Linked DNA regions of Mus musculus: region 1 is linked to region 2. Evidence: chromatin contacts called from public HiChIP or PLAC-seq data. All regions are on one chromosome and are shown on one strand. The core of a region is the stretch at or near the end of the contact, and the rest is flanking DNA. Distances in the headings are between cores, read along the strand shown. Region 1 overlaps Parp1 (poly (ADP-ribose) polymerase family, member 1). Region 2 overlaps Stum (mechanosensory transduction mediator).

Region 1 (5,091 bases), core at 2,496-4,995, 170 kb before region 2:
CAACTCCTTAAGTGCCATGAAGCACCACCTATGAGAGCTCCAATGTCTTCTGGAAAAGCAGTCCTCTGGAGCTTCAAGATGCAGCTCATCACCCAGAAGCTGCTCGGTGGATGGTTCAAGAAGCCAAGGTGGCTGGCTCCATTCTCATTTTATCCAGGAACATAAAGAGCAATAGGTATCCCTGGGACATTGGGGACACCAAGAAGGCAGCACCAATGGTCACCTGCCCATCAAACCACTCGGAGAAACAAAACCCTTTAAAATTAGGTTTCTGAAATTCCCAACAAATGCTAGAATCATAGAAATCACAATTCAAAACTTTGGTTACTGGTTGTAACCCAAAGTAGCACGCTGGCTTATTCAAATCTAGAAAGCCCAGCCTGGTCCCTGGGTGAGTAACAGCGCATGGCTAAAATTAGCCTGGCCATCTGCTGAGACAGCAGCTGCCTATTCTAAGCCCTTGAGAGCCTGCCTGGAAGTGGGGCTGGGCTTCCCAGGGAAAGAGCCAGAGAGGCCTATGGCCTCGTGGTCAAGGGGAGGACAGGTCAGACAGTTAAAGACTTAAAGGGAGCCAGGTTCATAGAGATTGGAAATGCAGTGCTGGATCCAGATTGTATTTCCTAGCTTCTTACATTCTCAGGATGTCAGATGGATAGTGGATCGGCTGATTTAGAAGACTGTCACACTGTGTTTGGGGACTCAGATGACCTATGGAGTTGAAGGCTGTCTATGGACCCCATCTCTCATTTCTGTCCCGAGAGTATTGTCCTTCAGAGTAAAGACTATTTAAACGATTAACAGTCACTCATCCCCAGAAAACCTCCTCCTGAAGTTTGCTGGACTTAAAATTGCAGTCAACGCCCCTATGTGACCGCCCCAGCCTTACCTCTGATTGGACACAAAGCCTTAGCTGGTCCTTTTGCCATTTTTCATAGCCCAGTTTGTACTTGATTTTTATACTCTCCCCCTTTCCTTTTACATGAATGAGTATTTTTGCCTGCCTGCAGAGGCCAGAAAAGCATGGCAGATCCCCTGGAACTGGAGTTATAAATGCTTGGGAGCCACTGTGCAGGTGCCAAGAACCAAACCTGGATCCTCTGCAGGAGCAAGTGCTTCTAACCACTGAGGCATCTTTTTATCTTTTTAGCCCTGCTTCCCACCCCAACTCCTTTTAACTGGTACTGTTAATAAAATCCTTGCATATGCCAAGTCCAATAAAATCACTCTCTCGGGTATTAGCACATTCATTGCTAAGTAATGGATCCCACCAAGACAGTCCATACATATTTACCACAGTGTCCTCTTACCCTTTCTTCAATATTTTAAAAACTTTGTGTGTGCTTGTGTACTCAATGTCAGGATCCAGAAGTCAACGTTAGATGCCCCCCCCCCCCCCCCGCCTTCACCAGAGTCCTTCACCGAGGCTAGTTTTCCATCCCCTTGTTCTCAGCCCCAAATCAGCTTTTTAAATTATTTTTATTATATGTAAGTACACTGTAGCTGTCTTCAGACATTCCAGAAGAGGGCGTCAGATCTCATTACGGATGGTTGTGAGCCACCATGTGGTTGCTGGGATTTGAACTCAGGACCTTTGGAAGAGCAGTCAATGCTCTTACCCGCTGAGCCATCTCGCCAGCCCCCCAAATCAGCTTTTCATGAGACGAGTGTCTCATAGTGTAGCCCAGGCTGGCCTCTACCTTCCGAGTGCTAGGACTCAGTAATGTAATAGCATGCTCTCATCAGTGTGCACTGTGTATACTGTGCTAGCCCTGGATCTCAGCTGGCCTAAACTCATTCCTGAAAGCCAGGCCCTGATGTTTACAGCAAGGTCAAGTTCCAGGCACATCACTCTACAGCAGCTTTGAAATGTGCTGTGTTTGTTGAAGGATTGGTCCTCACCTCCCTAAGAGGGCAACACTCGAGTACAGTCAGACCACACAGAATCCTGATGGCCAGCACAGTGCAGGAACTCAGTGCTTCTCAGACAATGCAACAGGACAGTCTGAACAGCCAAGGACGGGCTGAACAGACGCTGCCCGAGGGCTGCTTACTAGGTGGGCAGAGCATGGCACTCAGACCCTCAATTTTGGGGTAAGGTTGTTGTTAGGTCTGTGGACATGCCAGCATGGGCCGAAGCACTGGCTTTTCATTTATAGTGACTTCACTTTTGGTTGCTGTGCTAGTTTGAATGATAATGGCCTCATAAGTTCACAGGAGTGGCACTATTAAGAGGTGGCCTTGTGGGAGGAAGTGTGTCAGTACGGGGTGGACTTGGAGGTTTCAGAAGCCCCCGGCCCCTTCCTTTCAATCAAAATGTAAAACTCTCAGGTCCTTCTCCAGCATCATGGCTGCCTGCATAGCACCATGCTTTCTTCCATGAGAACAATGGACTAAACTACACTTAACTGCAAACCAGCCCCAATTCAATGTTTTTTCTAGTCGGTTTTGGTGGCACATATCTTTAATCCCTTAATCCCAGCACTTGGGAGGCAGAGGTAGACCATCTCTGAGTTCAATGCCAGCCTAGTTTAGAGTTAAGTTCTAGGACAGAGGGGACTACAAAGAGAAAAAAAAACTGAGAGGGGAGAGAGGAGAGAGGGAGAGAGGGAGAGAGGGAGGGAGGGAGAGAGGGGGAGAGAGAGAGAGAAGAGAAGAGAAGAGAAGAGAAGAGAAGAGAAGAGGGAGAGACGGAGAGAGAGAAGAGAGAGAGGAGAGAGAGAGAGGAGAGAGGGGAGAGAGACCTTCCCTTTGTAAGAGTGGCCATGGCCAGGCGTTTCTTCACTACAGTAGAAGCCCTAACAAAGACAGCTGTCATTCTCGGGGCAAGGCCTGAGATCCTCCCCCAGCCCAAGGTCTCTTTGTGTAGCCCTGGCTATCTTTGAACGCAAGAGATCCATTTGCCTCCTGAGTGCTGCTGGGATTAAAACAATGTGTCACAACCACTCGGCTAAGACTTAGATTTCTTAAACATGGAGAACAGTACCAAGTGAACATTGCAAGAAGCCACTGCTTAGAATAAAGTAGTCAGAAGTGGGAATATGGACTTTAGGAGTCACCTTGTTCAGTAAGCCCTGTGAGGTACTTGCTCTTCTCTGCTGGTACAAAGGCGATGGTAGTTGACGAGCCCTACTGACAGTTTTCATCTACAAGGGGCTGGAGACGTTCAACACTTAAGAAGAGCTTGACCACGTGCCCAGGCAGTCACACCCCTCATCAGAAGTCTCACTTCCTCATGTCCCCCAGTCTGACTGCGGCCACACACCGGATTCTACAGGACAGAGCCCTAGACCACAAATGAAATAGAACACTTCATTTTTCTTCTTTCCTGTCTTGAGTGAGTTCTGCTTTTTGTTCCTCCCACCAGAAATCAAACTACCACCAAAACAACCCCAAACTTGTGAGTCCTTGAGTTAGGGATGGTGGGAGTCGATCCTGCGCCTGTCAGTCCTGCACTCGTCTGTGGAAGGTCAGGAGGGGCCCTGACTTTCAGAGCTGAACGTAACAGTCAAGCCTGATTTTCGAATTCCAGCTAGCTCTAGATGGCCCGTGGTTTTAGGACAGTACAGTGCAGAGATTCCCAACCTGGGGTTGCAACCCTTTGGGGATTGAACAGCTCTTTTATAGGAGACCATGGAAAAACTATAGAGAATTACATTATGATTTCATAACAGCAGATAAACTACACTTCTGATCAGAAGCAACAAAAACAGTTTTATGCTTAGGGTCACCGCAACATGAGGAACTGCATTAAAAGGGGTGCAGCCTTAGGAAGGCTGAGAAGCACTCATATAGCTGAGTCCTCCTGCCTTGCCAAGCACTGGGAATCTGGAGATACACTTTTGGGACTCAATGCTATAGAAGCTCATACCTACAGGGCCTATGGAGACTCCTCACTGTGAAGATAACCATAGCCCTGTCAGAGGAGATGAGGCACACAACACGAGAGTAGATATCCATTTGCATTTTAATTGAGAACTATAGCCCTTTGGGTGGCTGTACTGATTACAGACGGTTCAATTTGGAAGACATAGAATCCCAAATGCAACTTTGAACTGACCACACTACAGGCTCAGTCGCCCCAGTTAGGGGTTTCAGGTAGTCCCTTCTTTTGGCTATCCCATGTCTATCACTGAAAACCAAGCAAAACAAAAGCTCAGCAGACTAAGAGGGGGACATACAAGATAAAAAAGAAAATCTATATAGTATGAAATTAACTTTTATTTTTAGCTCAAAATAAATGCTTAACATTTTGCCAAAATTAAAGCAAAGATGAACCCTTGAAAAAAGGGAGGAAGCACATTTTTCCTTCCCTGGGGAAGCCAGTAAGGCAGACATCGTGACTGTGACGTGGTGTTTCTTCCCTCAGGACTAGTCTAGGCAAACAACAAAATCCTCTCCCCAACTTTTGCTCTACTGCCAGCTGCTGTCTATGGAGCTGTGGCTGGTAGGACAAACCACAAACAACCGGCCTGCCCCAGTGCAGCATGGACAAGGGACTTGAAACCAGAGCCCTTTAACCTGTCTGTATAAAACCCTTCCTAAGGAGATTCGGTGAGGGGGCCACCCTTCGGCGGCAGCATGGCTGAGGTTTTGTGGTGTCTGGTGCAGAGGCACTAGGGAGAATTGCCCCCTAGGCCCTGGGTGCTGGGCACAGCCCACCCCTCGCACTTTACCACAGGGATGTCTTAAAATTGAACTTGAGTTTCAGCAGGTATTTGAGATTCACCTGAGCAATGTCGTAGACAATGTACCTGGGGAGGGCAGTTGTCAAGGAGCCAACAGTTGAGTCCCCAAGATCTCTTACCCAACATGCAATCTCCTGAAAGTAGGGAAGGCTAGTGCCCAGAGAGACAGGTTTATCCATACAGCAGGGAGTCAGACCTCAAGTTGACACAGGAGACCACCCAAGAGGCAAGTTGTCCTGGGATCTAAGAGCATGCATACCTGCTGGTACAGCTCCAGAGCACACAGCATAGCCAAGAAAGGATACTCATTATACAGCAGGCAGGTGTCGTTGACACCAGATGGGATCCCTGTTCCCAGTGGAACCTCTACACCCTCCAGGGTGATGCTGGCCGAAGGGTCAGGGGT
Region 2 (4,804 bases), core at 1,814-4,313:
AGCCTTGCCCAAGCAAGTCCTGGGGGACGTTGGAGACTGGACTGCATTTGAACCGTGAGACCTGCAGAGTGACATCATCAGGTTGGGGACTTTGACCTGAAGTTCATGTGTGCTGCAAGAAGACGCATCGTGAGGCTGAAGTTGTTGGCGGGGCATGTGCCCCTTTAAGCAGCAAACCTGGGACTGATCAGTACAGAGCCAGATCCTTACTAGGCAGAGCAAACATCAGGAAGTGGGAAGGTACCGATATGAAATTAAGAGAAAGGCCGACTCAAACTGATGGCGTCCGGGTGGCTACTTACATCTCTCTCCATCTTATTCTAACATAGGAAGAACTAACATGTGGGACAGACCCAGGGCTCAGTTCCCGGTCATGCTGGCCTTGAGCCATCAGTGGGTCCCTCATCATCTGCCTGAAACTCTGTCACAGTGTGGCCAGGGCTAAAGAAAGGAGCCGTCCACTTTCTGCCTTGGTGGATGGAGGCTCTTGAAAAGCAGCTCCTGTTTCTCTGGGGTTCCAAGACCCCACCCCACCCCACCCCACCCCACCCCACCCCACCAGCCTTCTTAATTGCAATCTTTAGAAGTCCGACATCATGAAGAGATGGAGTCCCATGATGTACTCATTTCTGGCCCTGACTCTGGGCTGGCTCGCCTGCCCTACCCTGTGTCTATCCATCAGTTTCTTCCAAGGCTGTGTGGGAACGAGTTGTACCTTTGGAACACCTGCCAAGGGGTCTAGTTCTTCCTGTGTTTCTTTCTGTTGCTCTGTTTGTTCTCAGCCCCTGTCTTGGGGTACGGGGCCAGGCTTGGTTCTCTCCACAGCAGATCACTGCTCCCAAGGAGGCTACCTCTGGTAGCAAAGCTGTACCAGAAAGGGGACTGATGGGTCAGTGTGCCCTCCCACGATGTCCGCCCACAGCCCTTCATCCCACAGAGCTAGTGATGACAGGCCTGGCAAGAGCGGCCCCCACAGCGAGGGAGAAGTCTATTTCCCTGGCTTCTGCTGGGGGTGGCTACCGGGGGAGTTGGAAGGAGATGGTAATTTGTATTGCTTGTTTAGTGACATGAACCAGACTCGAGTGGGACTTTCCTGAGTGACAAGTGTCACCATGAGTTCTAGTGTGGGATGGCTTAATACAGGGGCTTGTGAGCTTGGGAAGCTGTTTCCTCCCTAGCACCCCCTCATTCCAGGTGGATGGTGTGGGTAGACTTTAGGAGCCCCCAGAACAGTGAGTCTGAGGGGTGCTACTAGCTCCAAGCATCAGCCCCCTGGGCCAGGCCTGATTAGCATAACCATTCTCAGCCGATAGACAGTGGCTAATTCACTCCTCACAGTCCAAGCAGGCCATTGGTTCTAGGTGACCAGAGTTCATTTACTGAACACCAGCTATCTAGAAAGCAGGGCTTTGGACCCAGAAAGCGCTTAGTGGCACCAGGGCTCCTTAGTGACAAAGCTGCCTGGGTGGCATAGCTCAGGGCTGCTGTCCCAACCTTGGGAAATAACTCAGAAGACCATGCCCTGGCTATGAGTGCCAGGGGCAGACATCACAGGCACACAGAGAAAATCCACAGAGACTGTGGCACTGCCAGGATCTAATGTGGCATTGTTATCAGAGTGGCCATTCCTTCTACCAAACCAGGACCCTGGAGCAAGAGAGAGGACCAGGTAGCCTACTGTCGTAGCTCCATTTCTGTTGCTGTGGTAAAATACCCTGACCAAAAAGCAACATGCACCAGGAAAGAGGAAAGTTGGTTTGTTTGGTTTATAATCTAGCCTATGTACAGTCCATCGTAGGGAGGAGTCATGATGGCAGGAACTAGAAGTGCCTAAGTCACTACATCCACAGTCAACAGCAGAGAAACAAATGCATCCATGCTGTCCATGCTCCCCCACCCCCAACCAGTTTCATGTACTCTTAAAAAGTCCAAGATCCAGCCCACGAAATTCAGGGTGGATCGTCTCACTTCCATTAAACAAATAAGATAATCCTCCACAGGCCAATCTAATCTAAAATAATTCCTCTTTAAGACTTCCCTGGTGATTCTAGGTTTTGTTACGTTAAAACTATTCAACACTGTGTAGTGTATTTTAGGGACCATTGAGGACCCCAGACTGCGGCCAGGAAGCCACTATGAGATGACCCACCCCCCACCCTCAGACTGCCAAATCTTGCCTGGGTCAAGTCTCTGGCTGCCCTGGAGAGAAGCAAAGGAAGTGATGAGGGCACGGTCTACTCCCTGCCTCCGTGGCCCTGACCTGTGTCTAGCCCCAGCGACCCGCCCCCAAAGGGGGCGTGGCCCAGGTGCCGCTCAGCTCAGTTCATCTGCTGTTCTGTGAGCAACCTGTGGGGAGTTTTTGTTAAGCTTTCACAAGGAGACCAGAGGCTTCTCCCTGAGACACATACCTCTCAGAAGTCACAGGGAGGGATGATGAACGTCCTCCGAAGGATGAGAGCAGTATTTCTCCATGGCCCTCCTGAATCCTTGAGCTCACCCGCCCCCCTGGCTTCTGCAGGTCCCGAATGGAAGATGGAAGCAGATGGCAGCTCAAGACAGAGTCGGTGCCCGGAGCTGCCTGGCTCATGGGATCTAGGTCCTACACTCCCTCACAGGACCGAGGCTGCAAATCGTGGGGTGTAGGATGCTGGGGGCTGAGGAGCAGCGGGGAGAACTCAGCTATAGGAGACATAGGAAGCCAATTAGCTACATGGTTAGCACGTCCCCTAGACGGAAAAGGATTAAGATGTGCAAAAGAAAAGCCATCCACACATCGGGTCTAAGGCCAGCATAGAGTGGGCTGAAACCCCAAGACCAGAAAAATCCCCCCAAAGGCCCAAGGGTCCTGAAGCAAGAAAGAGATTGAATGAGTGTTCCTTTGACCTTAAGATTAAAAATGCAAGGCCTTAGTGATGGTAAATGACCTGCATGAAGAAAGCTGGGACTGTCTGTTCTGTGGTTGGAGAGGGCTTGGACTTAGAGAACCAGCTGGCCACTGCATCTCCTACTCCCAGGCAGAAGCGCGTCGGATTGCAGAGCAAGGTTTCCCTCTAGTGGAAGCAGGGAGCCAGGATACCATCTGCCAGCCCTGGGATGAGGTTCACTCCCTGTGCTGTGAGGGAGGCTCTGCAGTTAGCAAGCGTTCTTTCAGTGCTAAAGTGCTCAGGTCCTGAGCTCAGATCAAAGATGCCCTGTAGGTCACATCCCTACAGTATCCAGCCTCCACCAGTGACAGCAAGCTCGGGAAGACCTTTTCTTCACCTACCAGGAGCTCTGTCTCCTGCTAGAGAGTTCTGTGCCCAGGTAGTAGAGGATGTGGAGGTCATCTTGGACAGTGGTATTGTGAAGAGGTCATCTAAGTGGTGAGCAAGGGACTTAGAGTCTTCTTCATCTTTCTTCCTGTTAGTTTCTGAGAGCTGAATGCTCACAGAGGCAGTGTATACTTCCACTCAGAGTATGACCCAGCCTCAATCCCACGATGCACCAGGACACAATGAATCCCAACCAGAGTGGTCCTGTGCATCCCATCAGAGTGACTACAGTCTTGTTACAGCAATGCCCTTCCATTTAACTATCTACAGTATAGAAATCAGGCCAGTCCGTCATTTCCCCCAACCTTGCCAAAGCCAAGAGTCTAGAGAGTCCAAGCCCAGTCAAGCACAGCCCCACTGGGAGAGCCCAGACTCTTCCTGGCAAAAACAAACACTAGTTCGGTATGCCACAACCCCCCAAGGGAGACTAAAGAAATGACTCCACTAAAGTTAAGTCTGGGACCCAGTGAGTCTATGGAGCATTGGTGACTCTTGGTAAGCTATGTCACTGAGAAGCCCCCACCCCAGTGTGGGGACAACTCAAAGCCACAAAACTGCTGTCCTCACCCTGGCCAGTCACCCCTCCTCAACTCCGTCCACTGTGCACACCGGTTGCCCTCTCCTGGGGTCTGTGGGATCAGAATTCCCACTGCATCCCCCTATCCAGAGCTACTGCAGCCCCCCGGCTCCGGATTGGTCTGCTGGTGTGGGGGAGGGGCAGAGACCTCTTCCTGACGCTTTTCTGCGACTCTGGCAGGATTTTTATTTCTGAACGAGTACACTGCCTGCCCCAGCCCAGGAGCCAGCAAGGAGTAGAGGAGGGGGCAAGTTTTAAGCAGAGACAAATGACGTTGGGGCTTGTGAGAATCCCGCGATTTCCTGTGGAGTAGTCGCGGGCTCTTCCCGGGCTGGCTCCCTTGCACCCGGGAGCTCTTTTGTTTTGGAAGATGCTGGCAGCATCACTGTATTAAGAGCAGGCCGCGTTGTGTTGTGGATTACTGTTTTGGTGTTGCCGTTGGCTTTTGTCTGTTAAATTAACTGCTGTACATTTTCTTGTTCTCTGACGACATCGGGGGCTTACTTTTCTCACTCCTTCTCACAGGGACCCCATATGCCCAAGTCCAAGCACAGGTGGGGGGTGGAGGGCGGGTGGGGGGTGGAGGGCGGGCGGGTGGGGGCCCGGGGGTACGGAGGCATTGCCAGCCCATTCTAAAGATTACAAGTGTTCTTGGAGACTGCTCGGACTATCTCAGCCCTTGGAAAGATTCTAGACTTTCCTGGCTTAAACTGAAGCATGGGGCCCAGGTTTGACTTTTGCTTAATTTTCTCAGTGTCCCCAGGCTTGAGTCCCCACCCTTGTTTTGGGGTCCACAGAGCCCCGCAGGGGTAGTGCAGGGCTCCCGCTTCTCCTCCAGCCTTCTGCCAGCTTTGAAGACCTTCCTTCCAGCAATGCTACTGTACACGTGGTGAGGAACGCCACCCGCAACAAAGCT

Evidence for each region. HiChIP or PLAC-seq counts read pairs in DNA pulled down with a chosen protein or histone mark.
Region 1: a contact with region 2 is called in an H3K27ac HiChIP or PLAC-seq map of the HPC-7 cell line, with 7 times the contacts expected there. The contact joins two enhancer-like sites. A contact is called at or near these places in 2 of 15 datasets of contacts at CTCF or cohesin (large pre-B cells and pro-B cells), 2 of 484 Hi-C or Micro-C datasets (the G1E-ER4 cell line and cortical neurons), 9 of 115 datasets of contacts at active chromatin or transcription factors (the HPC-7 cell line, bone marrow-derived macrophages, cardiomyocytes and 5 more) and 4 of 9 other capture datasets (adipose tissue, embryonic stem cells, liver and 1 more).

The regions. Positions count from the first base shown.
Region 1 is chr1:180,600,110-180,605,200 of GRCm38.p6, reverse strand. Parp1 (poly (ADP-ribose) polymerase family, member 1) reads right to left here. Exons shown (of 23, transcript NM_007415.3): 22 at 4,991-5,091; 23 at 4,202-4,751. The coding sequence ends at 4,670. Among named protein-coding and RNA genes, the nearest start is that of Mir6904, 15 kb to the right of the region's middle. Within about 2 kb of position 3,745, at least 71 of the 459 cell types and tissues checked have an H3K27ac peak or open chromatin away from gene starts, as enhancers often do. A contact at or near this core is called in the HPC-7 cell line, bone marrow-derived macrophages and pro-B cells, where this site is marked.
Region 2 is chr1:180,432,595-180,437,398 of GRCm38.p6, reverse strand. Stum (mechanosensory transduction mediator) reads left to right here. Exons shown (of 4, transcript NM_001081227.2): 4 at 1-4,804. Among named protein-coding and RNA genes, the nearest start is that of Gm39712, 27 kb to the right of the region's middle. Within about 2 kb of position 3,063, at least 68 of the 459 cell types and tissues checked have an H3K27ac peak or open chromatin away from gene starts, as enhancers often do. A contact at or near this core is called in the HPC-7 cell line, bone marrow-derived macrophages and pro-B cells, where this site is marked.